3 separate regions of the Mus musculus genome follow, and regions 1 and 3 are each linked to region 2. Evidence: chromatin contacts called from public promoter capture Hi-C data. All regions are on one chromosome and are shown on one strand. Each heading gives the region's core, a stretch centred on a gene start, on an enhancer-like site or on the middle of the called end of the contact. The rest is flanking DNA. Distances are from core to core; before and after follow the strand shown. Region 1 holds the start of Pebp1 (phosphatidylethanolamine binding protein 1). Region 2 holds the start of Prkab1 (protein kinase, AMP-activated, beta 1 non-catalytic subunit). Region 3 overlaps Taok3 (TAO kinase 3).

Region 1 (4,997 bases), core at 448-2,947, 1.3 Mb before region 2:
AGATCTCATCATGGGCGGTTGAACTCAGGACCTTTAGAAGAGCAATCAGTGCTCTTACCTGCTGAGCCATCTCAGCAGCCCCCAGTATTTTTGTTTTAGTCAGATTCTCAACCCTGTAACAAATACCTGGGAAAACAAAGTTATAGAGGTTCGAAGTTTGAAACACTTAGGCCCATGTTCTTGGTGGCTAGGGGAGGGGAATCCCAAAATTAGGGACCTGGGGAGGAATCCCACCCTTTAGAATACTCAACAGGTGGGGAACTTCGGCTATTGATTGACAGGGGTACTTTCTGGATGGAGTCCATTTGATCCATGAGATGTAGATCTGAGTGGGTTTCCTGGAGCTTACAAGAGTCCTGAGGTCCATCCCTGGCACCACGTGGTACAACAGAAGGAGACGTGGACTCTCACATTTTTTCTCTGACCTCTATACTTGGACCTGTTGCAGGCATGTCCAGTATCTTCCCCCAACCCCCCACATATAATTAATAAATAAGTGAAAAAAATCAGTGAGAGCTGGGTGTGGTGGCACAGGTCTTTAACCCCTGCACTCAGGATGCAGAGGCAGACAGAGCTCTGAGTTGGAGACCAGCCTGGTCAACAGAGCGAATTCCAGGACAGCCAAGCCTACAGAGAAACCCTGTCTCAACAATAACAATAACAACAACACCCCAAACCAGCAAACAAACAAATCCGGGATCATATCGTCCCTGAAGGGTAGAGTATTCTATTAGCTACCACACTGTAAAAACCTAGTTTCATACATTTCTGACTACTTCCAGTCTTGGGAGGCTGCTGGTATCTAACTGCAAAGTTGGCGATGGCCGGTCCAGCTTTGCTTACCCTCAGTCTGGTCCTGTCAATCACACTTTCAATATCTCTTTCAGGACCCCTAGGATGATCTGGGAACCCCCCAGGAGATACCCACATTCTGAAGCTAACGACTGGCAACCTGAATTCCACTTTGTCTTGTAAAGTCACACTGTCTGTAAAAGGTCTTGTTCCAGCCCTTCAGGATCTCAGCAGTTGCTACTTGAAGGCACCGTGAAGATGGGGCTTGTAGTCTATCAACATTCACTCTTAGGAGGCAGAGTTGTCATTGAAGCCTCAACCAAGATCCAGCCATTCCTCTCAACCATGTGCGTGCAATTCTGCCCAAATTTACAGGCACAACATTTGGAAGGTTAAATGATGAGAGTTTCCGGTGTGGGCATTTAGGCGGCGATGGAAGGCCATCATCTGTGCAGAACTTGCAGAACTGCTGCTATGGAGTCACCTGCACTCCGCGGTTAAGCCCAACCAACACACTGATTGATTCCCGGGAGGTTGAATTTCGTTGGCATTTAAAGAACTTTTAAAACAACAACAAAAGATAACGCAGGGAAGAAACCTGGCTCGTTTGAAGAAGTGCTAGGGAGAAAGCATGGCCTTATCTCCGGGAACTGCGAAATGGGGCAGAGAGTCCTTCAAATGCAAAGGAGAAGCCGCAACATTAATCTGCACCACAGCCATGCACGCACTGGCCTGCAGGCACAACCCGCGAAGTTTCGCAGTGACCCTGGCGCTCGGACCGCCCAGCTCCGGCTCAGCCAATCAGAGAGCGAAGGGGCGTGACCCGACCTGCGGTTGGTCCCGGGGCGGCAGTCAACTGCGCAAGCGCTTTACGTTAACAGCGCTCGGGACTCGGCGTGCGCGTGCCTTCCAACTCTCCATCGCCATGGCCGCCGACATCAGCCAGTGGGCCGGGCCCTTGTGCTTGCAGGAGGTGGACGAGCCGCCCCAGCACGCCCTGCGGGTCGACTACGCCGGGGTGACGGTGGACGAGCTGGGCAAAGTGCTAACGCCCACCCAGGTACGGTGTGGGCCCGCCGCCGGGGAGACCGGGGGACAGCGGGGCGGAGCAGGCCTCGAGCTCAGCCTTTGTATACCGGACGGGAGCGTCACCCGACAGCCGAAAGCCTCTTCTGTAACCTTCTAATGTCCCGAGCTTGCAATCACCTCCTCAGGGAGCAGCCCGCACTTTATTAATGATTCCGGGGCCAGCGCTTTCTCATTAACCTGTGTTGCTCCTGGGGGTGGCGGTGGGGGTGGGATGCTGACGCTCAAGAGCGGTTCCAAGCTCAGAGAAACTGGGTCTAACCGTTCTCTTTATATATTTAGAGCGCAGGGTTTGAGATGGTGACTTGGAAGGTTTCCATTCGGAGCCCTGGCCGGTCTCCCTTGTCCCAAACTTTGTACGTGTCCTTGGCCGCTCTCGTTTTCCGAGGGCGGATTACTCCTCAGCTGGCCCCAAGCGGACCGTTGGCCACCATATTTAAAGGCGTTAGGTAGCTCGGGACCCTCAGTGAGGTTGTGGAGGAGGACCCGTTGCCACCGTCGGACTTCCTTGTCTCACCACTTTCTGTTAATAACGTGGGCAAGTGTTTGTCGAGGCTGGCTTGGTGTGTGTGTTACATGTAGGGTCTCACTCAGTTGTGGCCCTGGCGGGCCTTGAACTCACAGAGATCTGCCTGCTTCTGCCTCTCCAGTGCTGGGATTAAAGGCGTGCACCACATCTGGTTTTGTTTTGTTTAATTAAAATTTTTTTTTAGACTCCTGGCTCTTTAAGATTGGTTTTGTGTTTTTAATTATGTGCGAGTGTGTGGCTGTGTGTGTGAGAGAGCAGGGAGCTGTGGAGGTCAGAAGAGGCATCAGGTCCCCTGGAGCTGGAGTTGCACCCCCCCACCCCCCCCCCACAGGAGTGCCAGGAAATGTCTACCCTTTGCAAGAGTTCTTGGAACCCAGCATTCTCTCCAGCTCCAAGCTTCAGGCTTTTAGTAGCGGCCATACTTAGGAATTACCACTAATCTGCATGGGTGAAACTGCTATAAACTATTTTTTTTTTTGTCTCGGTAGTAAAAGAAAGGAATAAAAATAATAACCCTCATGTTTTACCTTTTGGGAATATAAGGTGGCAGAGTGTTGAGTTTTGAGAGCATTTCTAGATTTTTACCCCCACACTGGTTCCTTCCTACAGGTTATGAACAGGCCCAGCAGCATTTCATGGGACGGCCTTGATCCTGGGAAACTCTACACCCTGGTCCTCACAGACCCCGATGCTCCCAGCAGGAAGGATCCCAAATTCAGGCCAGTTGGGGAAAAGATGGGGAGAGGCTATCTATCATCCGGACACGGAAGTCCCTGCTGGACAGGGATGCGTGGACCTCCTGGGGTTACAGTCATTTTGTAGTGGTGGGGAGAAAGTCCTGGGCCTCGTGCAGCACAGGCTGAGACCCCCTGAGCCACAACCTCAGCCCCCCTCCCCCCGGAACAGGGTCTCTTGGTGTGAGGCCCTCATGCTTGCTTGTGGCTTCCCAGTGTATCATCTGCCTGTTATTGCCCAGCTTGAGAATGTCCTAGGTGTCTGGTGCTCACAGCCCCTCGTGTTCTGTCTCCGCAGGGAGTGGCACCACTTCCTGGTGGTCAACATGAAGGGTAATGACATTAGCAGTGGCACTGTCCTCTCAGATTATGTGGGCTCCGGGCCTCCCAGTGGCACAGGTAAGTAAAGGCTGTGTGTGTGTGTGTGGGGGGGGGGGATGGGGGGGAGAATGAGGCAGGGCGGGGGTGGCTACCACTGGGTTCTTTCCAAGCCTTACTGTAAGGACGGCAGAATCCTGCTTGTTTTTCCCCTCAGGCAAGTCTTTTCTGGGACAGTCAGCCTGTAGGATGTGGGTGCCAGAACTTTGGTTCTGATTGGGTAGGCCCTCTGTAGAACCACTTCTGGGACTCGGAGAGAGCTAGGTCTGTAAATGATTTGTGGTGGATTTGAAATATCAAAGCCAGGGCCTCATACTAGACAAGGTCTCTGTCGCCAGGCTGGCAAGTGTCCTGGGCACAGAGGGCAGGAAGGGCTGCAGGAGGCTTGCAGTGGGCTGCTGGGGGCTCTGTGGGCTCTCTGAGCCTCCTCTAATCTCTATGTAATCTCTGCTATGGGTGATCATGGAAGTTTCTGATCCTGTGAACAAGAAGCAAACACTTTTCATACTAGTGCCAAAGATTGCCTTTCATATCTCTTTATAACTCTCCCTTTCTCCCCAAAATGTGTCTGGGTACTTTGAAAAGACTTGGAAGACTGTAGTGAGACACATTGAACACACACACACATTCACACTCACACTCACTCACAGTCACATTCACACATACTCTGTCTTTCTGTGTTTTGTATTGACATGGAACATGAGAGTCCAGCCCCACAGTGCTCCCAAAGTCTCATAAGCACCCCAAAGCTGGTGGGAGACACAGTTACTGCCGGTTGCTTGTTATACACGTTTTCCTTTCACTGGAACAAGGCCACCGTGGTGGTGGGTGACGCTTGGCAGGATGCCAACTTCCGTGCATTGCCCTGCAGAGAACTGACTGGGATAACTAGTGTCCACTAAGGACAAAAGGGCCATTGCTCACGGCTCACCTTGTGTCTGTCGGCCCAGAGGCTTCCAGATGCTTTCCAGGCCTCTCAGTGTTCATCAGAGAATAGAAAGATAAGTTTCCTGGGGACTCTTTAAGGTTCTCCAGGGCACCTACAAAAGCAGGTGATTTAATTACAGGCAGGAGGCACTGGGGAGTAGAGCAGTTCTCTGGAGTCGGAGCTGTGCTCTGTTTTGAAGAATAAAACCCTAGCAGCTCTCAGGTGTTTGGAAGATTTAGCTTGCTTGATAAACTGGTGGCTCAGAAGGTTTCAGGCAGAGGATTTGAGGTACACACATCTGGACACCCCAGGAAGATGGAGGCTCTTCTTGCCACCCTGAATATCTTAGAGGTGGCCTGGTCCCTGTTGCCCTCTTGGAGCTCAGCATTTTCTGATATGGGTCTCCATGGGTCGCTTTGGATCCCATGTGCCTATGGGCAGGATGGGCGGGGTGTGGTATCTGGTGAGCGTTCACAGTGTGACTTATCTTGATGCTGGCTTGGGTTACGAGTTCGTTCCCTTTCATCAATTAGTATTCCCTGTGACTGTG
Region 2 (4,624 bases), core at 351-2,850:
ATAAAATATTTTAAAACATGCGTCTTAGCATTAGTATAGTGGTTAGAATCAATGCTTCAGGAAAGCATGCTCGTATATCATTTTCATGTGTGAATTTTTATTGAAATCCACTAGAAATTGTCCATAAATTTTTAAGTTTCCTTGTAGATAGATACTGTTAAAGTCCCTCTAGAAGACCACATGTCAGACATCGGGGTCCCTGGTTCCCTTAACAAAAATGTGTCACATTGCAGATAATTTAAAATATAGATGTTCACTGGGCAGGGTGGTACACACCATTAATCCCAACACTTGAGTGGGAGGAAGAGGAAGGTGGATCTCTATGAATTCAAGGCTAGCTTGGTCTACAAAGTAAGTTCCAGGACAGCCAGAGCTGTTACACACAGAAACCATGTCTCAAAAAACACACACAAAAACAGAATAACAAAAAAACCAAAACATATGTATGGGTAAATGTAAGACATGACCTAGAAAATCCAATGCAAAGCAAACAAACAAACCCCACAAGACAATGTTGTTGTTGTTTCTTTAAAGGCTGACTGTGAAGCTGAGATCGTTTTATTACAGCAGTCTGTACCTCTGCTGAAACACTAAGCCCTGATACATTTTACACATAATGTGGCCAATGTAGCCCCAAGGCTCTTGCAAAAAGACTTATCAATAGGCACTCAACTTGAAACAAACAACAGAACCCAACTGAGAACGTCAATTTCCCAGAAATCTTAGGTCTTTAAGTTTTCTCAAACACCTGGAAGATGGTCAGCATCCTCCATCCTTAGTCTACAGACAGAAATTACGATTTGGCCACTCTGGAGAGGCCTTCCTTTTGAAGGAGCCCTAGGTTGTCCTAATACATTCAATTGTGAGAGCCAGTGCATCTACGGGAGAGACTTAAACGTGAGGTTCTTTTGTTTTGTTTTGTTTTTTGTTTGGTTTTGGTTTTTTCGAGACAGGGTTTCTCTGTATAGCCCTGGCTGTCCTGGAACTCACTCTGTAGAACACGCTGGCCTCGAACTCAGAAATCCTCTGCCTCTGCCTCCCAAGTGCTGGGATTAAAGGCGTGCGCCACCAATGCCCGGCGCTTTCTCTTTTTTTCCCTTTTCTTCTTCTTGTTTGTTTTGTTTTGTTTTTACGATTATGTGTATGAATGCTCTGCCCTCCCGTATATGTGTGCACCGCCTTGGGCGCCGGGATCCCCTGGAACTTAAACTGCAAACAGTTGTGAGCCACCATGGAAGCGCCAGGACCCGAACCCGGGTACTCTGCAAGAGCAAGCGCTTGCTCCAAGCCGCCGTGGGTTTCGCGTTTCGTAATTCGAGTTACTGGAGAGTAACCAACTTGGAGTGAGGTGGTCGGCGCCATCCATGGCATTCTGGCATTCTCGCTCGCTCGCGCCTCCCGCTGGCCGCTACGAAGCTCGATCTGGTGGCAGCCCCGAACCACCCGCGACCGCTTCGCGCTGAGCAGCAGGGAAGAGGCGGAAACGGAACTGATGTCACCCTAACTCCGAGAGCGCTCCATCCCCAGTGACCACCCTTCCTTCCTTCCTTCGCTGGGCCCGGCCGGAAGCGGAAGTGGCTAAGGGGTGGAGGGGAGTTGCGGGAGGAGTGTCAGGTTACGCTCCGGCTCTGTTCGGAGTTCCAGTCGCGGTCGCCCGAGCCAGGTAAAGCGGAGCTCGGCGGGCGAGCGAGCGCGCGATCCGAGAGGGCGTGACTCGCGATCCCCGGGGGTCCGACCCGGCCTTTCCGGCTTCCTTGTGTCCCTGCAGATTCCCAGCCATGGGCAACACGAGCAGCGAGCGCGCCGCGCTGGAGCGGCAGGCGGGCCACAAGACGCCGCGGAGGGACAGCTCCGGGGGCGCCAAGGATGGGGACAGGCCCAAGATCCTCATGGACAGCCCTGAAGACGCCGACATCTTCCACTCCGAAGAGATCAAGGTGCTGAGTGGAGGGGCGTCGGAGCCCTCTTGACTCACGGGGAGGGTCCCCCTTTGCTGTAGTTCCCGCCACATTCCCAGCGTCACACCTTGGGGGGGGGCGGGGGAGGTGGCTCTGTCATAGCCCTCTTTGCCGTTCTGGGACTTGTGCCTAATTACCGATGGGAGGAGAGTCACCCTGGGCTTGGTTGAACATCATTAAGGAGAAAGCAGCTCAGGGACCGCGTTTGAGATCCTTAATTAATTAAGAGTCGAGCTAAACTGTAATTGAGCACCCGTGTCGACTTTTCTCTTCGGTGTAATTGATTGCGCGGCTTGGAGACACTTCAGGCCGACCGGCTTTTGCAAAAGTTGGGTTGGGAGTTCTAGTGTTCTTTTTGGCGGTAAAACGGGAGCACATACGTTAAGCTGGAAATGAAGTTGACTAGCTGACTGCCAGAGGTGTTTGGTTCTGACAGTTTCAGTCCACCCTGCTCACTTTATTTTAGATCCGGCAATTCCACTGGAGGAGGTCAGTGACCGAGAGTCACTCTGAACGCCAGCCAGCAGCTAATTACCCCCACTTCTCTCCCACGTTACTGAAATAATGCCTTGGACTTTAAGCAGACCAGAGCAAACAGATTTTTGCAGGCCAAGCTGAAAGTTCCTGCCTGAGCCACATTCTCTTAAAACCACAGTGAGGTGGCCAGTGCTTCCGGCTACAGGGCCCCAGTCCAAGGGCATTTGGTGATTCTAGGAGGAAAGAAGCTAATTGCTCAGAATAAACTACATTCAGGAACGTTGGCGCTCACCAGCCTGGTCTCTGTTACTTGCCGGGTTGCCAACTAATCCCCATTACTTAAACAGGCTAATTGCCTGGCCAGCTCACTCCGCTTTCACTCCCCCACCCCCACCCCCTAACTGGGCTACATAACCCACATTACTATTCTCCAGATCTTAATTTTGGGTCTGACTTTAAAAGAGCCTGCTTTTGCCAGGGAGTGGTGGCACAGCACTTTGATCCCAGCACTTGGGAGGCAGAGGCAGGCAGATGTCTGAGTTCGAGGCCAACCTGGTCAACAGAGTGAGTTCCAGGACAGCCAGGGCTACACAGAACACTTGTCTTGTGGCAGGAGCTTGTTTTCTGAGCTTGTTGCATTAGGGGAAAGGTGTGTACCTCGATCTTTAGCGTGTTTCCCGGTTGAGATTGTCCCCACCCCTAGAAGACATTTTTGCCCAAGGCTATTTAAGAGGAAGTAAAAGGTATTTGTGTTGTAGCCTGTGTATATTGGCAGTGCCCTCTGCTCTCTTTGCAGTGAACTGAGTAAACTTACTTTTTAAAAAGAAATGGGCGATGTGGTGCTGTTCTCTTCAGGGTCAGGGAGGAAGGACTTAGCTGACGTCCTTTCTCTTTTCATCTGTAGTGGCTGATGGATCGAGTCAGGGGTTCTTCCTGTTACCCCAGTTCAGCACTGGAGCTACAGTTACTTGTCCTCTAAAGCGGTGGCTCTCAACCCGTGGGCCGCCACCCTCTTGGAAGCCAACAGACCCTTCACAGGGGTCGGCACCCCAGACCCTGCATGTCGGATATTTGTATTATTACGATTCGGAACCGTAGCAAAGTTACAGATACGAAGTTGCAACCAAATCGTCTTATGGTTGGGGGTCACCACAACATAGGGGACCGTATTAAAGGGGCGCAGCGTTAGGAAGGGTGAGAGCCCCACAGCTCTCAAGCAAACCCTGCTAGTTATCCAATCTGTACGGTTCAGATCCAGGGACTTGCTGGTATCTCTCAGATAACAGCAGATCAGTATCTGGAGTGGAAGTCACAGAAGCCTCCAGGGCTCCTTCAGGGCTTTCTCCACCCTAGAAGTCCGGTGTTTGGCTTCGATTCTGACTGAAGAAGAGAAATGATGCTTATCTAACTGTGTCTCACCCCAGGGTGGGGTGTGTTCCTTTGTCTCTAGCTGGAGTAAGTTCCTCTGATATACCTCAGTGGATATTACCATTTGCCATTTGTATCTAGTTCTCTGTACCCCAGCCCTTCCCTTCCCATCTGATTGTGTCCATTTTAACAGCTCCGAGACCATCCCTAGTAAATTCTTACATACTCTCAAGTCTTGCTTAATGAGGGAAGTGGAGCATATTGAACCCACCCTGGACTCATGGCTGTCTTCTCCCGAGTAGGCCTTGCAGCTTCCTCCAGAGTTTGTGAAGTCTGGTTGCAGTAATAGTAGCTGCTGGTTAAGCACTGCATGTGTCAGACTGTCTCAGTCGTCACGATATGACAGAAGCTGTTGTCCTTATTATCTCCATTGGCAGGTGGGGGAACAGACGCAGTCATGTGCCGCAGACACAAGCAGAGCTGCCTGATTAGACTCTGCTGTCCTCTTAGGTTAACAGTCTCGGGTGGGGAGCTCGCTGCCAGCTGCCTGACCCCAAGTAAACGCCTCTGCTTCTTAGGCTCCAGAGAAAGAGGAATTCCTGGCCTGGCAGCACGACCTGGAAGCGAATGATAAAGCCCCCGCCCAGGCCCGGCCCACCGTGTTTCGATGGACAGGGGGTGGAAAGGAAGTCTACTTGTCTGGGTCCTTCAACAACTGGAGCAAGCTTCCCCTCACGAGAAGGTAAGGATCTCGGCGGACGATATTTCTGTGCTATGCTCTGACATTTAGATATACATTTCTTCTGAGAAAGTTGTTCCCG
Region 3 (5,099 bases), core at 1,158-3,657, 1.1 Mb before region 2:
ACGCGCATCTTCCTATCCGATCTCAGAAGGCAGACTTTGCCATCAGTCATCCTAGGAGCATAAGCAGCATGTCTGACTGGGTGCTGGCCATCCTTTCCTCCTTTAACATAGGAGAGCAGGGAGGGAAGACTTAAAGCATAGGAAAGAAAGCTGCTAACAATGGCAGAACGCAGAAGGGAAACCTCGAGACAGGAAGCCCTATCACACTGGAATCTCATTCCTGCACAAGGGAGTTTATAATATGCACTTGTGTCCCCCCCGCTACCCCTAGCAACAGCTGCTGGCTCTGTCTACAAATCTTCGTAGGCCCCATAGATCCTCAGAGCCAGCCTCTCATGTATGTGCTTCACAGATCTCACACAGAAACTTATACACTATAATTGATGAACTCTATTAAAAGAGTTATATTTTTTTTGCAAAATTAGTACAATAAAACTGCAAAATATGAGATCTCTATTTATGTAAAGGCTAGAAGAACTCACGAATAAGTTGTTTCCCGTTGTTTTAGCCACACAAAAAGGAACCCTCTTGTTGATAGCCTTAAGTCCTAGCTTAAGTGTAGCTTTGAACCCTTCCCTCAGGGACCATGAAGGACAGGGGAAAACCGATTCCACGAGGGCATGAGTAATTACAGGAAGGACACGGTGGCAGCTCTTTGCAGTGGGGGTGTGTAAAAATCCAACAAAACACAAATAGGAAAACAATGATGGGTGGAGAAGACTTCAGAAACAAGGGCAGAGGACAGCGGCATCAGACAGTGCTGTCCACTGATTTCTTTATTGCGATTAACTATACGAGACAGGATCTCACAGCGAGGCTAGCAGGCGATGGCGATACTGGAAGCCACAACAGGAATGAAATGTGACCTGGAAGTCAAGAGAGCTGACTTCCAAGAGAAGGATTTACTACTAATAATAAAGGAAAAAGACAAATCCACACTGCAATGAGTTAATTCTGCAGGGAAGTGGAACAAAGAACTGGGAACCCTGAAAGGGGCTCAGGGACTTGAGTATACGAACTCTGAAGAAAACGAGGCAGAAGACACTGAGCAAAGTTAAAAACAAACAAACAAACAAACACCCTTAGAGGAAATTATAGACTTGAAAGATGGTCATATTAACCGCCAATATTCTTGAAGAAGATAGTGAAAACATATTAAAAAGATAAAATTAAAGCAATTCTAGAAATAAGAAAGAAGATGAAACTATAGTTTGAAAGGACCACAGTATCCCGGGTGAAATTATCATGGAATTAAATACTGAGAAGTATCCTAAATTACCAAGTTACACATCCTAAAAATAAACTCTTTAATACCAAGACAAAAAGACTCAAAGGCAAGTTTGGGATATTTACATCTGAAAGACTAGCCCAATGTCTTTTAAAAAATTAATATTTTTCATTAATACTTGAATCTACTGGTTCAAAGTTATTATTTATCATCAAAATATGCTTTCATGAGTATTATTATTTCACCATTTGCTCAAGATGCTTTAAATAAAAATTATTGCTAAAGACAAATCAAGCAGATGAGATGAAAAAGACCCAAGCAAGGCCTAGTATCATTAAGTCCTGGAAAGTGAGAGAAGAGAGCTGGAGAGATGGCTCAGCACTTAACAGCACTGGCTGAGCTTCTGGAGGACCTGGGTTCAATTCCCAGAACCCACATGTGGGCTCACAACCACCTGCGAGTCCAGTTCCAGGGGATCTGATGCCCTCTTCTGGCCTCCATTATATACATATCACCCGGGATACTGTGGTCCTTTCAAACTATAGCTTCACCTTCTTTCTTATTTCTAGAACTATTTTAATTTTATCTTTTTAATATATTTTCACTATCTTCTTCAAGAATACTGATGGTTAATATGACCATCTTTCATGTCTATAATTTCCTCTAAGGGTGTTTGTTTGTTTTTAATTTTGTTATGTGTATATATGTATATAGAAAATTTAAAGCTTTTTTAAGAAATGCAGTACTTTAACTCAACATCTACAGCATGGAAGCTATGGAAGCGGTCTGGGGATGCAGCTCAGCGGTAAAAGCCCAGTAGACCGGAAGCTCTAGAGTCAATCCCCACTAGCAGCACTCTCCAGAGAAGCTTGTGAGGAAATACAGTTAAATTCTGTAACAATACGGCTCTCAAGACTCAGCACTGTGGGCTGGAGCTCAGTATAGCGTGTGCCCGGCACAGACAGGGTCCTTGTTCAGTCCTTAATACTTCAAAACGAGGGGCAGAGAAAGAAGGAAAAGAGGGCTTGGAAGAAACGGCACAGCTGTGTCATGGCTTTTGGAGTGCAAAGGTCACATAAACTGTTTCTGTAATCTACGACCAGCCTTGCCTCGTGCAACTACAACAAAGTAAGGTATTGTTCTTGGGTTGGTGGAACACATAGTGAGGGAACGATTTCTCAGAATGACGCATGTGTTAAGGGTTTATGGTTAGCTAGGCACAGTGATTCGTGTCTGTAGTTCCGGCACCTGGGAGGCAGAAGCAGAAGATCAGGGACTTCAAGGCCAGCCTCAGCAGGTTGAGGCCTTGGCGCATGAGAAAGACACTAAGGTGTATGGTTTGATAGCGTTAGTTTTCTTTCTTTTTCCCTGTTGCTGCGATTAAAAAAAAAAAAAAAAAAAAAAAGCTTTGGCAGGAGCTGCTTAATGGAGAAAGGGTTTGTGTTAGCTCTCAGTTTCAGGTCACAGTTCTTCTTGGGGGCTGGAGGGAGGTCGAGGCAGTGGGAGCTTGGGGCAGCTGGCCACAGATGTTTGCAGTCGGAGGACAGTGATACACGGTGCACACGGCTTTCTTCTGCCTGCAGTGCACGTGTGTCTCCCACACACAGTGCACAGGTCTTCCCACCTCAGTGAACACAGCCAAGGTGATCCCCCACATAGATGCCCAGAGACCCACCTCCTGGGTGATCCTAGATCCTGTCAAGTCAACAATCAGCAGTGACCATCAAGGAACCCAATTCAACAAGTGCTACAACCCACACAGTTTATAATCAAATTACTCAGTTTCTCATTCTGGTGTGACTTGCAAATGCAGAAATGAAACAGAAGCTTCAGGGGCTAATTGTCCCAGACACCACTGAGTTAGCCTGGGAGGTTTTTTTTTCCCCTTGTCTCTCACGGCTTGTGTCACAAGCCTGCACGCTCCACTTTATTTTGAGCTGTGGAGTAACGCTGCCTATCTCCACAGGGGGCCTGTAGTATCACCACCTCACACAACAAGCCTGAGGTGTGACCTTCTGAGGCTCTGCCCTGCTAGCCCTGCATTAAATCTGCAGGGAACTTGAAGCCTGGATGTGTGTGGTGGGGAGGGAGGGAGGGAGGCTGTCCCTAAAGAAGGGAAAAGATGCTGAAAACAGGAAAACAGTGGAAAAGAGCAAAGATAAATGTGACCCTACACACTGTAGGGTCAGGGGTGTAGCTCAGTCAGGAAAATGACTGCTTTAACACGCATGAAGGGGTTTTCTCGTCAGCACCACATAAACGGGAAGTGGCCGTACAGCTCTGTAATCCCAGCAGTTGGGAGGTACAGGCAGGAGGACCGGGAGATCAAGGTTAAGGGTACACAGTGAGTTCCAGGCTGGTAAGGCTATAAGAGACTCCATCAGGAGAAAGAGAGTAGGGCTTTGAAACCCATGAACGGGATCAGAGATGATGCGGCTGGTAAAGGCACTCGTTAGCAAACCTGATGACCTGGGTTTGTCTTGAGGAAGACAGGCTGGAGGGAGAGAACAGATCCCTGCAAGTTGTCCTCTGTCCGCCACAGGCGTGCCATGGCCCCCACTCCCCACCTACACTAAATAAACAGCAAAAGCAAACAAGCCATCAGATAAAACTCACATATAAATTAAACTTACTTTTAGATTTAGTTATTTTATGCGTATGGGTGTTTTCCCTGTCTGTGTGCTGTGTGCATGTCTGGTGCCCACAGAGGCCAGAAGAGGGCTCCAGATCTTCCAGGACTGGGGTCCCAGATGGTTGTGAGGCGCTATGTAGGTGGTAGGAATCTGACCTGGGCCCTTGGCATACTAGTTGGTGCTCTTACCCACTGAGCCAGCTCTGCAGCCTCCTGCCTGTAAACTAGGAGGGAGGGTGAGGCACTGCAGAGGGAAAGGGGAGGGAGGCCGCCCCACAGGGTTTCACTTCCAGGCTTGGGTCAACAGCAACTGCTTTGCTGGGCTGAAGGAAACCCTTCCACGGCTGAGTTGACAGGACAGGAATGACTCTACAGCCCAGTCATCTGGGGCTGGGATTTAGGGAAATGAAAACCAAAACTCTAGATGAAAGTGGCCAGATCACACAGCGAGCGAGCAAGCCAGCGAGCGGGCAACTGGACAGAGTTAAAGACACTCTGTTGGGTGACTCAGCCCGGGGGTATTTACCCAGGCTGCCCTCCCAGTCATCTCTGCCCTTTCACAGAGCATTTGCCAAAACCTTCCTGTTGCTAGGCCTTGCTCCTCAAATGAGTCAGCCAGGGGTTGGACCCACAACCAGGCTCAGAAGGAAGTTCTAGGCTCTTCCAAGGCTGAAATTTGCAAATTACCCAGCTGTGACATTTGAATTTCTAGCACCTAGACACACACACACACACACACACACACACACACACACACACACATATTTTGTATCTGTCACTCTGAGCATGTTTCATTCACAAGTCTGTGTCATGTAGGAAATCTAGGTTATTGTCCAAAGGGCTTATTAAATCAAATGCAAAATCAGTGCCCCCCCCCACCTTTTTTTTTTTTTTTTGCATTTAAAGAAATCCTTTAAGCCTGCAGGCTACTGGTATAGCCCTTACCTCCTGTCACAGTTAGCTTCAGCTGTCAACTTGACATAAACCTAGAGTCACCTGGGATGAGGAAGCCTCAAGTACAGAACTGCCTCCATCAGACTGGACTATGGGCATGTCTGTATGGCATTTTCTTGATTGCTAATTGATGTAGGGATGTAGGAAGACACAGCTCTTTATAGGTCGAGCCACCTCTCTACAGTGGGCTCAGGCCAGACCAGAAAGCTACCTGAGCAAGGCAGGAGGCAGCCTTCCCAAGCTCCCTGCCTTGCCTTGCTTAGATGATAGGCTGCGACCTAGGAG

Evidence for each region. Promoter capture Hi-C pulls out the DNA fragments that hold promoters and counts their contacts.
Region 1: a promoter capture Hi-C map of embryonic stem cells shows a contact between it and region 2, with 4 times the contacts expected there. The contact joins the promoter of Pebp1 here to the promoter of Prkab1 in region 2. A contact is called at or near these places in 4 of 39 promoter capture datasets (cranial neural crest, embryonic stem cells, hippocampal neurons and 1 more), 1 of 15 datasets of contacts at CTCF or cohesin (large pre-B cells), 9 of 484 Hi-C or Micro-C datasets (B cells, the G1E-ER4 cell line, Th1 cells and 3 more), 11 of 115 datasets of contacts at active chromatin or transcription factors (the 230-238 cell line, embryonic forebrain, embryonic hindbrain and 8 more) and 1 of 9 other capture datasets (macrophages).
Region 3: a contact with region 2 is called in a promoter capture Hi-C map of liver, with 3 times the contacts expected there. The contact joins the enhancer-like site here to the promoter of Prkab1 in region 2. A contact is called at or near these places in 6 of 39 promoter capture datasets (the 3T3-L1 cell line, the HPC-7 cell line, cranial neural crest and 2 more), 2 of 484 Hi-C or Micro-C datasets (B cells and liver) and 6 of 115 datasets of contacts at active chromatin or transcription factors (the 230-238 cell line, the SCID.adh cell line, astrocytes and 3 more).

The regions. Positions count from the first base shown.
Region 1 is chr5:117,284,264-117,289,260 of GRCm38.p6, reverse strand. It overlaps Pebp1 (phosphatidylethanolamine binding protein 1), which reads left to right and starts at 1,697. Exons shown (of 4, transcript NM_018858.2): 1 at 1,697-1,852; 2 at 3,017-3,126; 3 at 3,440-3,540. The coding sequence starts at 1,718.
Region 2 is chr5:116,021,404-116,026,027 of GRCm38.p6, reverse strand. It overlaps Prkab1 (protein kinase, AMP-activated, beta 1 non-catalytic subunit), which reads left to right and starts at 1,600. Exons shown (of 7, transcript NM_031869.2): 1 at 1,600-1,937; 2 at 4,382-4,545. The coding sequence starts at 1,779.
Region 3 is chr5:117,157,974-117,163,072 of GRCm38.p6, reverse strand. All of the region lies in intron 1 of Taok3 (TAO kinase 3), which reads right to left. Among named protein-coding and RNA genes, the nearest start is that of Taok3, 40 kb to the right of the region's middle. Within about 2 kb of position 2,407, at least 125 of the 459 cell types and tissues checked have an H3K27ac peak or open chromatin away from gene starts, as enhancers often do. A contact at or near this core is called in the 230-238 cell line, B cells, the HPC-7 cell line and 1 more, where this site is marked.